Regions from separate parts of the Bos taurus genome. Here region 2 is linked to region 1. The links are chromatin contacts, called in public Hi-C maps. All regions are on one chromosome and are shown on one strand. Each heading gives the region's core, a stretch centred on a gene start, on an enhancer-like site or on the middle of the called end of the contact. The rest is flanking DNA. Distances are from core to core; before and after follow the strand shown.

Evidence for each region. A called contact is a pair of places that touch in the nucleus more often than the background predicts.
Region 2: a Hi-C map of liver shows a contact between it and region 1, with 7 times the contacts expected there. The contact joins two enhancer-like sites. A contact is called at or near these places in 2 of 11 Hi-C or Micro-C datasets (liver and skeletal muscle).

What each region holds. Positions count from the first base shown.
Region 1 is chr19:19,030,669-19,035,908 of ARS-UCD2.0, reverse strand. No RefSeq gene overlaps it. Among named protein-coding and RNA genes, the nearest start is that of WSB1, 44 kb to the right of the region's middle. Within about 2 kb of position 3,193, at least 94 of the 102 cell types and tissues checked have an H3K27ac peak or open chromatin away from gene starts, as enhancers often do. A contact at or near this core is called in liver, where this site is marked.
Region 2 is chr19:19,227,413-19,232,156 of ARS-UCD2.0, reverse strand. KSR1 (kinase suppressor of ras 1) reads right to left here. Exons shown (of 21, transcript XM_010815796.4): 12 at 3,284-3,338; 13 at 2,186-2,234; 14 at 567-946. Among named protein-coding and RNA genes, the nearest start is that of TRNAR-CCU, 29 kb to the right of the region's middle. Within about 2 kb of position 1,841, at least 7 of the 102 cell types and tissues checked have an H3K27ac peak or open chromatin away from gene starts, as enhancers often do. A contact at or near this core is called in liver, where this site is marked.

The DNA.
Region 1 (5,240 bases), core at 1,944-4,443:
CAAGCATCTTTTAATTTCACACCTTAATGGGATTATCAACACTAGATAATCTGTGTGGGCCACCCATTAAATAGTGTGATTATTATGATTTTGACCCCATAGCTCAAGGCCGACTGGTTGGGGCCTGGACTGGGAAATCGCATTACTTTTCATGTCCCTCCGGTTCCTTTTGGGAATACCCGGTGACTAATCTTTATCTCTACCACCTCTTCTGGGGCTGTTGGGAGAATATAAATAAGAGTTTATGTGATCAATGTCTTAAAAGATATTGTCATAAAAGAGGAGTCGCCTATGATGACAAGTAGATGAGTGGTTTGAGCCAGAAGGACTTCTCTTTCAGTATCTTCAACTTCTTTATGAACAAGAACTGTCCTTTATAGTATCCAAACCTTGAATTTCACTGGAGTAGCCAGAGGACTTTGAGGTCAGAACTGGGAGGGGAGGAGGTTGGCAGACAAGTTTTCAGAAGAAGACTGGGAGGTGTAGAAGGGAAAAGTTTGATCTAACGGCTATTCCTTTCTTTTTCAATTGGAGAATAATTGCTTTACAATATTGTGTCAGTTTCTGCTGTTTGCTATTTCTATATCTGTTTATGTACCTATCTCTTTACATATGTCTGTTTTAATCTATCTACATTTCTAACTATTTAGTAAATATTTATACAGCACTTAACTGTGTGCCAGGCAGCACTCTAAGCACTTTATGTAAATATTAATTACCATTTATTAAGTACCTACTATAAGTGTGAGCTCCTGGCATAGGCATTCCCATTTAACTCCCCAGCAACCCAACAAAGCAGCCGTTATTGTTTTCATTCTGAGGTTAGCAAACTGTGACTCAGAGACTTGCCCAATGTCGCAAAGCAAGAAAATAGGGAAGCTAGGATTCTGAGTTTTGTGAGATGCCAAAACCCACACCCTCCTACCACTCCTGGCATGTTAGAAATCCAGGTGGGGTGGAGGCTGCCTGGGTGGAAAGACTCAGCTAGTTTGGAGAATTTACAAAATCAAAGAATGTCTATAGGACCTACTAGCAGGTGGGAATCCCTTTCCCACTGTCTTCTTATTAAAAGGGAATAAACTGGGATTGGAGAAGTCAAGGGCGATGCCCAAGGACAGTTGTGTTCCAGTGACATTCACTGTTCAAGAGCTTTCAGATACAGAAGGAAAAAGTGAAAGGCACCTATTCGACCTTTCAATATTCAACATCTTTTTCAAGAATGTGCTTGTCTCTCCCCAGGAGGGCACAGCCTGGCCCCTGAACTACAGTAAATCAGAGAGAAGGGATGCTCTTTAAGCTCTTACGGTATACCACCAGGCACACATCATCTTGCAACAATTCTAAACAAATATCTTCATTCTCCTTTTACAGCTGGAGAGCTTGAGGTTCAGAGCATCAGGATTTGCTGAGGAAGTGGTAGATATGGGATATGAATTCAGACTACAAGTCACTGTCTCATGAGGGGGCAGCTGAGCCATCACATGGGATGGTGGGGTTAGGTCAGAGCTTCCTCTCAGGAGGAAGTGTAGACCAGCCAAGAACATGTCCCCAGAATGCTTGGGAGCAAACTCCATTCCCCTGAGCCGCTGCTCTCAAGACATCATGGCGGCAGACCCAGGAATGGGGGTCTTAATAATGCACTTAGCTTCGCTGTTTGTCCCTCAGAGCAACAGCCTTGAGGTACATTTAGCCCGAACTCGCATCCTGAAGTGTGCATTCGTGCAGTGCACATGTGCAGGCTCAGTCATGTCCTACTCTTTGCGACCCCATGGACTGTAGCCCGCCAGGCTTGTCTATCTGTGGGCTTTCCTGGGTAAGAATACTGGAGCAGGTTGCCATTTCCTCCTCCAAAGGATCTTCCCCACCCAGGGATCGAACTCTTGTCTCCTGCATTGGCAGGTGGATTCTTTACCACTGAGCCACCTGGAAAGCCCTCATCCTGAGGTAAACCCCTATTTATGCCACCCCCTAGGATGGTAGTCCAGTGCCTGCTTGAACACTTCCAGGGACAGCAAGCTTACTCCCCACTAGCTGTGTTAGCTCAAGCCCTACTAGCCTCTGATAGAAGGCTATTTCTACCAGTCCACTGATAGAAATAGGGCCACACACAACAGGAATGGGCTTTTAATGGCTCTGTCCCCAGCAGCTGCTGCAGACTTTCTGGCAATGCCCTACAGGTGCCTCACCAGTGCCCCACCTTGGGAGGTACGCTTCCCAAAACTCAACCACCCTCTTTAAAAACGCTGACTTTACCTAGAGGTGAAGAATCTGCCTGCCAGTGCAGGAGATGCAAGAGACTCAAGTTTGATCTGTGGGTCAGGAAGAACCCTAGGCGAGGAACATCCCCTGGAGTAGAAAATGGCAACCCACTCCAGTATTCTTGCCTGGAAAATTCCACGAATAGAGGAGCCTGGCGGGCTACAGTCCAGGGGATCACAAAGAGTCAGACAGGACTGAGCATGCGTGCTTTAAAAACAACAAATGTTCCATATCCATAGGAGATACGAGGCCACCACACTGTCACAAAATCACTGATCAACATGCTTCCCAGGTGAAGCCCCAGCTGCCCTCAGTTCCTGCTGCTTCCGGGGGTGACCCTGTTTCAGGGCCCGCAAATGATTAGAATCTTGGAACTACTAACTGTCTGCAAACTTTGCACTGGAAACACCATGGGGTTGGGGTGGGGAACGAAGAGGGTAAAATTAGCACCTGTGGGTCTGTGGGAAAGAAGGAGAAGGCAAGAGAAGGGGACGACAGAGGATGAGATGTTGGATGGCATCACCGATTCAACGTACATGAGTTTGAGCAAGCTCCAGGGAGATGGTGAAAGACAAGTAAGCCCGGCGTGCCGCAGTCCATGGGGTCTCAAAGAGTCGGACAAGACTGAGCGACTGAATAACAACTGTGGGAAAACCACCCGCCTGGGGGGCCGAGAGTGCTTGCTTCCAGTCCCTGGCTTCCCAGGATGGGCTGCTATGCCTTGGTAAACGCACAGCCCCACCTCCCGCAGGTCCCAGTTTCCCTGTCCAGGCCCGTCAGGGTGGGTCCTGGCTGCCGAGGGACGCTCTGCGGGCTCGGGCGCCCCCTGCTGGCCGAAAAGCGCCGTGCGGCGCCCGGGATCTAAGCGGGCGGGGAAGGGGCCGGTCACAGGCTGGACCCGCTCAACTGGGCTCGGGATTACGTCACTGGGAAGAAAGGAAATGAGTCATCGCTCCCCTGAGCCCTGGGGCGGTCGGGGAGAGAGCGAAGTCGCAGCCACAGGAACCCAGGACAATGGCAGGAAGTGAGAGGAATGTGAGCTTGGCTGCAGCCCCTCGGGCCCCCTCCACCACCCCTGACCCTGGACCCCGCAGGGGGCAGCCGACCGGAGAGGAGGGATGGCTGGGAGCCGGAGAGGCCCGATGGAGGCAGCCAGGTGGGGTGAGCATGAGTTGTCTGGAGGACAGCGCGGGGGCAGAGCCAAACCCAGGGCTCCCAACCCTGAAGAACAGCCGACGTCATCTTTGCATCAGCCTAGCTAGACCCTCGGTGGCTCCTCATTGGCCCTGGAACAGTGCTCAGACTTGACTTTCGGTCCGAATAATCCCAGGGGCTTGTTAATAGCCAGATCCCCGATCCCCACCCCAAAGTAGGTCAGAGAGGGGCAACAGGGTGCATTTTTAACTCCTAGCATGTGATGCTGAGGCAGGGGTCCTGGGACTACTCCTTGAGAAGCTCCCATCTTAGACTAGAGTCCAAGCCACTTGGCTGAGCTACTGTGCTGTGGTTCCTTCAACCTCATCTCTCCCTACTTCCTATTCCCTATACACATGTTCTAGCAAGAGTCCACTACTTATTGCCGTTTATTTCCTCTGCGTGTTACACGGGCTGTTTCCTCTGACCGAAACACCTTCCTTTCCCTCCACTGCTGCCCAAATGGACAGACTTCTTACCAATCCTTTAAAATCTTCTCCATGGACACCCCTAGGGGTCCAGTGGTTAAGAATCCGCCTGCCAATGCAGGAGACATGGGTTTGATCCCTGGTCTGGGAAGATTACACATGTCACCCGGCAACTAAGGCCATGTGCCACAACCACTGGAGCCCACGGGTCTTAGAGCCCCCACTCCACGACAATGAGAAGCCCGAGTACCGCAGCGAGACAGCAACCGCCATTCACTGCAACCAGAGAACGTCTGCACGCAGCAAGTAAGACCCAGGGCAGCCAAAAATAAATTAATAAAAAAAAAAATCTTCCCCATGGTGTATGTACATCAAAGGGCTCAAGTAACTGTGAAAAGCTAGCCCACAGAACAAAAGAAAATATTTGCAAACTCTATACGTCATAAGGGGTTGATATCCAGAATATAGATATCCTAAGAATCAACAACAACAAAAAAACACACACAATACCATTTTAAAATGAGCGAAGGACTTAAACAGAGATTTCCCCAAAGATAAAGGAATGGCCAATAAACACAAGAAAAGTTGCTCTATATCACTAATACTTAAAGACAAATCAAAACCACAATGAGATACCAGTTCATCCATTAGGATGGCTATTCTCAAAAAACAAACAAAAAACCGAGAAGCACTGAAAAGGCTGTGGAGAAATTGGAACTTGTGCGCTGTCGGTGGAAATGTACGATTGATTGTATGGCTGCTGTCAACAACAATATGGTGATGTTTGCCACATCATGGATGGACCTAGAGACTGTCGTACTGAGTGAAGTAAGTCAGACAAAGAAAGACAAATATCGTACGATATCCTTTTTTTTCCCTTTGGCTGCGCTGGATCTACATTGCTGCGAGGGCTTTCTTTTTTCTAGTTGCAGAGAGAGGGGTATGGGGGCTTCTCATTGCGGTGGCGTCTCGTTTCGGAGCACAGACCCTAGGGCACGTGGGCTCAGTACTTGCGGTTTCTGGGCCCTAGGTTACAGGCTCTGTAGTTGTGGCCCACGGGCTTAGTTGCTCCGAGACATGCGGGATCTTCCTGGACCAGGGATCCATCCCCTGTCTCCTGCATTGTCAGGCGGAAGCTTTACCTCTGAGCTATACCAGTGAAACTCCCATATGATATCCTTTATATGCGGAATCTAAAAAGAAATGATACAAATGAATTATTTACAACACAGAAACAGACTCACAAATTTAGAGAACAAAATTATGATTGCCAGTAGGGAAGGATGGGGGAAGGGATAGTTGGGGAGTTTGGGATGGACATGTACACACTGCTATATTTAAAATGAATGACCAACAAGG
Region 2 (4,744 bases), core at 592-3,091, 200 kb before region 1:
TAAGAGTCAGACACGACTGAGCGACTTCACTTTCACTTTTCACTTTCCTGCATTGGAGAAGGAAATGGCAAGCCACTCCAGTGTTCTTGCCTGGAGAATCCCAGGGACGGGGGAGCCTGGTGGGCTGCCGTCTGTGGGGTCGCACAGAGCAGGACACGACTGAAGCGACTCAGCAGCAGCAGCAGCAGTGTATATATGTCAGTGATACTCTCTCAGTTGGTCCCACCCTCTCCTTCCCCCGCTATGTCCACAAGTCTGTTTTCTATGCGTCTCCACTCCTGCCCTGCAAATAGGTTCATCAGGACCATTTTTCTCGACCCCATACATATGCATTAATAGACAATATCTGGTTTTCTCTTTCTGACTTACTTCACTCTGTGTAACAGGCTTTGTCTTTTTGGCCCTGAGGCACGTGGGATCTGGTGTCGAACTCGCACCTGCTGCAGTGGAAGGCGAAGTGCTAACCCCTGGACAGTCAGGGAAGTAGGTCTCTACATGAAAACGCCCTCAGGGGCATGCAAATCACCAGGCCCCCAGGGAAAGGGGAGGGGGCGGGGCCGGGCTACCTGGTGATGATGGCCAGGTGGGGCGGGTTCATGCAGGCCCCCATGAAGAGCACCACGTTCTCGTGCCGCGTCTGCCGGTAGTTCATCACCTCCTTCTTGAACAGCTTCAGATGGTCCTGATTGTGGCCGTCCATCTCCAGCAGGCGGATGGCCACCTCGCCGTGCCAGCGGCCGCGGTGCACCCGGCCCCAGCGGCCCTGCCCGATGGGCTCGCCCAGCTCCACCTGCTCGAAGGGGATGTCCCACTCCTGCAGGTACACGCTGGTCTGGCTGGCCTTGCGCGAGATGGGGCCCCGCCAGGGCCGGCGGGAGGTCGGCAGGTCATCCACCTCGTCCTCATCGTCTTCGGCCTCTGACTTGCCGGCCTCAGGCTCCTCGGCCTGGAAGGAGAGGAGGACGGAATAGAAGGGGCGGCAGGCCTGGGGCCAGGTGACTTCCCTCCCTCAAGACCCCCACCAAGTCAGGGAGCAGAGGGGTCTGGGGTCAGGAGGCCTGGGCTCTAGTCACAGCTCTGTGCAGACCTCATGTGCGAAGTGGACGGGTCAGTCAGCACCACACGGTCCTAAGGTCCTAATCCACAAACTACGGATCGTGGGCCTTCTTCCCGCCAATGTTCCAAGACATTGCTCCTAGGAGCAATACCTAATCGCTGGGGAAGAACACTAACACCCTTTCTGGATATGCTTTTAGTTTTTAAAAAATATTTATTCACTTTATTTGCCTGCACCAGGTCTTAGTTGCAGCATGTGGGATCTTTTTTTCTGTTCTTAGTTACAGCATGCAGGAGTTTTAGTTGTAACATGAGCACTTGGTTGCTGCATGAGGGATCTAGTCCCCTGACCAGAGATCAACCCTGGGCCCCCTGAATTGGGAGTGCAGAGTCTTAGCCACTGGAAAACCAGGAAAGTCCTAGGCTTTTGTTTAAACACAGAGTCTGAGACTCTCCTCTGTGTGCTGTGTTGTGCTTAGTCGCTCAGTCTTGTCTGACTCTTTGGGACCCCATGGGCTGGGGCCCGCTAGGCTCCTTTGCCCATGGAATTTTCCAGCATTTTCTACTGCATAGGATCTTCCCGACCCAGGATCAAACCCATGTCACTTGCATCTCCTGCTTTGGCAGGTGGAGTCTTTCCCACTAGCACCCCTGGGAAGCCTGTGACTCCTCTGGGCAAGAGGAAATCAGTCTGCTGAGGCTCATAAGCCACCACACTTGCCAGGCTCGGGTGACACTGGTTCAAAGGTCAAAGCAGCAGTCCTTGGCCCCAGCTACAATCAAAATCACCCAGGAATATTTGATAACATCCAACTGCCTGGCCCCACCCCAGACTGAGGGAAAGTCTCCTGGGCTGGGGCCCAGGCCTCTCGGCTGGAGGTGGAAACCACAGGAATAAAGAGCTAACTTTAGCCTCAAAAAACAGAAAAGCAAAAGGAAGCTTGCTTCGTGGCACCCCTCACTGCTCTCGCTGCCTTGCACACTGCCCGCGTCTGGTGCAGCAGGTGGGCACCTGGGATAGCCCCCACCAGAGCCGGGTGCCCACACACTCCCAGACACCTCCACGCACTGAGCCGGGGAGAGAGGAAAGAGATGCCCCGTCTACGGCTCACGGGTTACCATCACTCACCTCCACTTCATGATCTTCCAACACATCTGCTTTTGGCTGGTCGTCAAGCCTAAGAGTAAAGCAGGGTTTGTCAAGGAGACCCCAAGGCTGGGCCACTCAGCTCCCAGCTGGGCAGGGGACTCCCCACGCGAGGTCTGAGAAAGGGGTGCCAGGCCTGGACCCTTCCTTTGACCCACTTGGTCACGGGGAAGGCGGTCTGGATGCTGTGGAAACACACAGCAGGCCGAAGGCCAGACCCCACTTCCCTTCTCCGGCCTTGGCCTTCCCCAGGCTGAACTTGAGGGTGGTGGGGGCTGAAGGGTGGACAGTGACCATCAGGGACCTTTCAAATCTGACAACTAGTATGGGGTTCCGAGCACGGGCACAGGATTTGGAATTCTACTTCAGGACTGCTTCCGTTACTCCCTAGCTGTGTGACTTAATGCAATTTCTTAACCTCTCTGAGCTGATCCCCTTATCTGGATGTCAAGGATGACACCTACTTTACACCTGGCCGAGAACTCGACCAAACAAGGTGAGTTAGGTGCTCGGCGTGGCCTGACCGAGAAAGGGCTCCTTGACGCCCAAGGAGCATCATGAACAGGAGCTGAATTATTAGGTTTCTCTAAGGCTGGGCGCCTTCGCCCAGCCCTCCTGGGTCTCTAGACAGCTCCATTGCACAGGCAGCCCCACCCCACGCTGACTGCGGTGATAGGAGGCAAATAAAACCCTGTGGCTGAGTTAACTGGATCACAGGGAGAATTAGCCCAAGGAGTGCTCCATCTGGCTGCCCAAGTCCATGGTAAGGTCTGAAATTAGAGGGTCAGAGATTTAAATGTGGAGGTAGAACATGGTCCTGCTATAGAGCTCAGGGAACTCTGCTCAGGGTTATGTGGCAGCCTGGATGGGAGGGGAGTTTGGGGCGCGGAGAATGGATAAACGCAATATGTATGGCTGAGTCCCATCGCTGTCCACCTGAAACTATCACAACACTGTTCATCGTCCATACTCCAATATAAAATAAAATGTTAAAAACAGTATTAATAAAGGTAGATGAAGGAGGTGGTCAGGGATGTGGGTCCAGCTTTAACAAGTCCCCAAGGAAGAAAAAGCGCCTACCGGGAACTGTCCGCTCCATCGGTGAACGGCGCTGCCTGTGGAAATGCCGAAATGTCTGGAGGAAACGGAAAAAAAATACGAGGCATGAGACCCGTTCCCACTACCCCCAGAGACACAGGGCAGAGGTGCTTCCCCAGCGGCCCCTGCATGGGTCGCACGCGGGCTCTCAGGGCCACTTCCATGTGCTTTCCCTAAATCAGAGCGCAGACGCAGCCTCCGCGGCACTTGGTTTTCCCACACGGCTCTGCCCTGGGCAGGGACTCCAGGCGGGGTGGAAGCTGAGACTTCTCAGTTGCCACCATCGCCCTGAGGCCCCCTACAAGCAAGTGGTAAAAGCAACTGGGCCCCTATTGACTGGACCTGTGGGCTGGACCCTCCTCCTCGCCTCTGAGGCAGGGGCTGCTGGCTGCAACAACCCTTGACTGTGGCAAGACCCTTGGGCCAGAAGAGGCCAAAAGCCAGACTCACAGGTGGCTCGTTAGCGACACCGGGTGCCTGGCACGGATGCCGGGCACTTCGGATGGGAGCCAGAGGCCCCATCACCTCAGCTTCCAGCTTTGGTGGCTGGTGGAGCAGCACTCTGCGGAGACAGAAATGCACAGTCCACGCATCAGGGACCCTGGGATCAAGAAGTTGGCACTGACGCCTGAGTCGGTGGCTTTCCCAGTTTCAGCACCAAAAGCCCCCCATCCGGGGAATACTGGACAGATGGTCACCCCAGGGTGGAGCCAATGTGGCACAGGCCAACTCTCCCCCCTCCCCATGGCTGCTCCTGCTGCTGGCTGCTTTCTGTTCTCTCTGGTCCCTTCTCAACGTGCTCAGAGAGGCTGGCTGCCTCAGGGCTGGGTGGGCCCCTCACCCCCTTTTGCAGCAAAAGAAGAGATTGGAGGTGGCGGTGGTTGGAGCTAATCAGGGCCTCTCCCTGTCTGCTGGAACAAAGAGAATTCCCATCAGCCAGCAAATCTCCCTCACCTCCCTCTGCGCTCTCCGCAAGGCTATTCCTGAAGCTTTCTCAACATCTCTGCCTGCGTGTTCAGTCGTGTCTAACTCTTTGCGACCTCATGCACTGCAGCCCACCAGCTCTTCTGTCCATGGGATTTCCCAGGCAAGAATAGTGAAGTGGATTGCTATTTCCTCCTCCAGAGGATCTTATCGACCCAGGGATCAAACCAGCATCTCCTGCATTGGCAGGCAGATTCTTTACCGCCTGGGGAAGCCCTCTCAACATTTCTTGAACCTCACAGGCTTGGGAGAGTCTGATAGAGGCCGTGGACCTTCTTATCAGAGAAATGCACACATGTACCCAACATCCTGTGTGCAATTTCTGGGGAATCCTAAACCCGGAAGTCTGCCAAGGCTCCCCCAGACACCACTACCTTGCGTCTGCAGACCGTCAAAGGCAGTCTGATGTTTCTACCCACCCAACACTGCTCAAATGTTTCCACAGAAGAAAAACACACG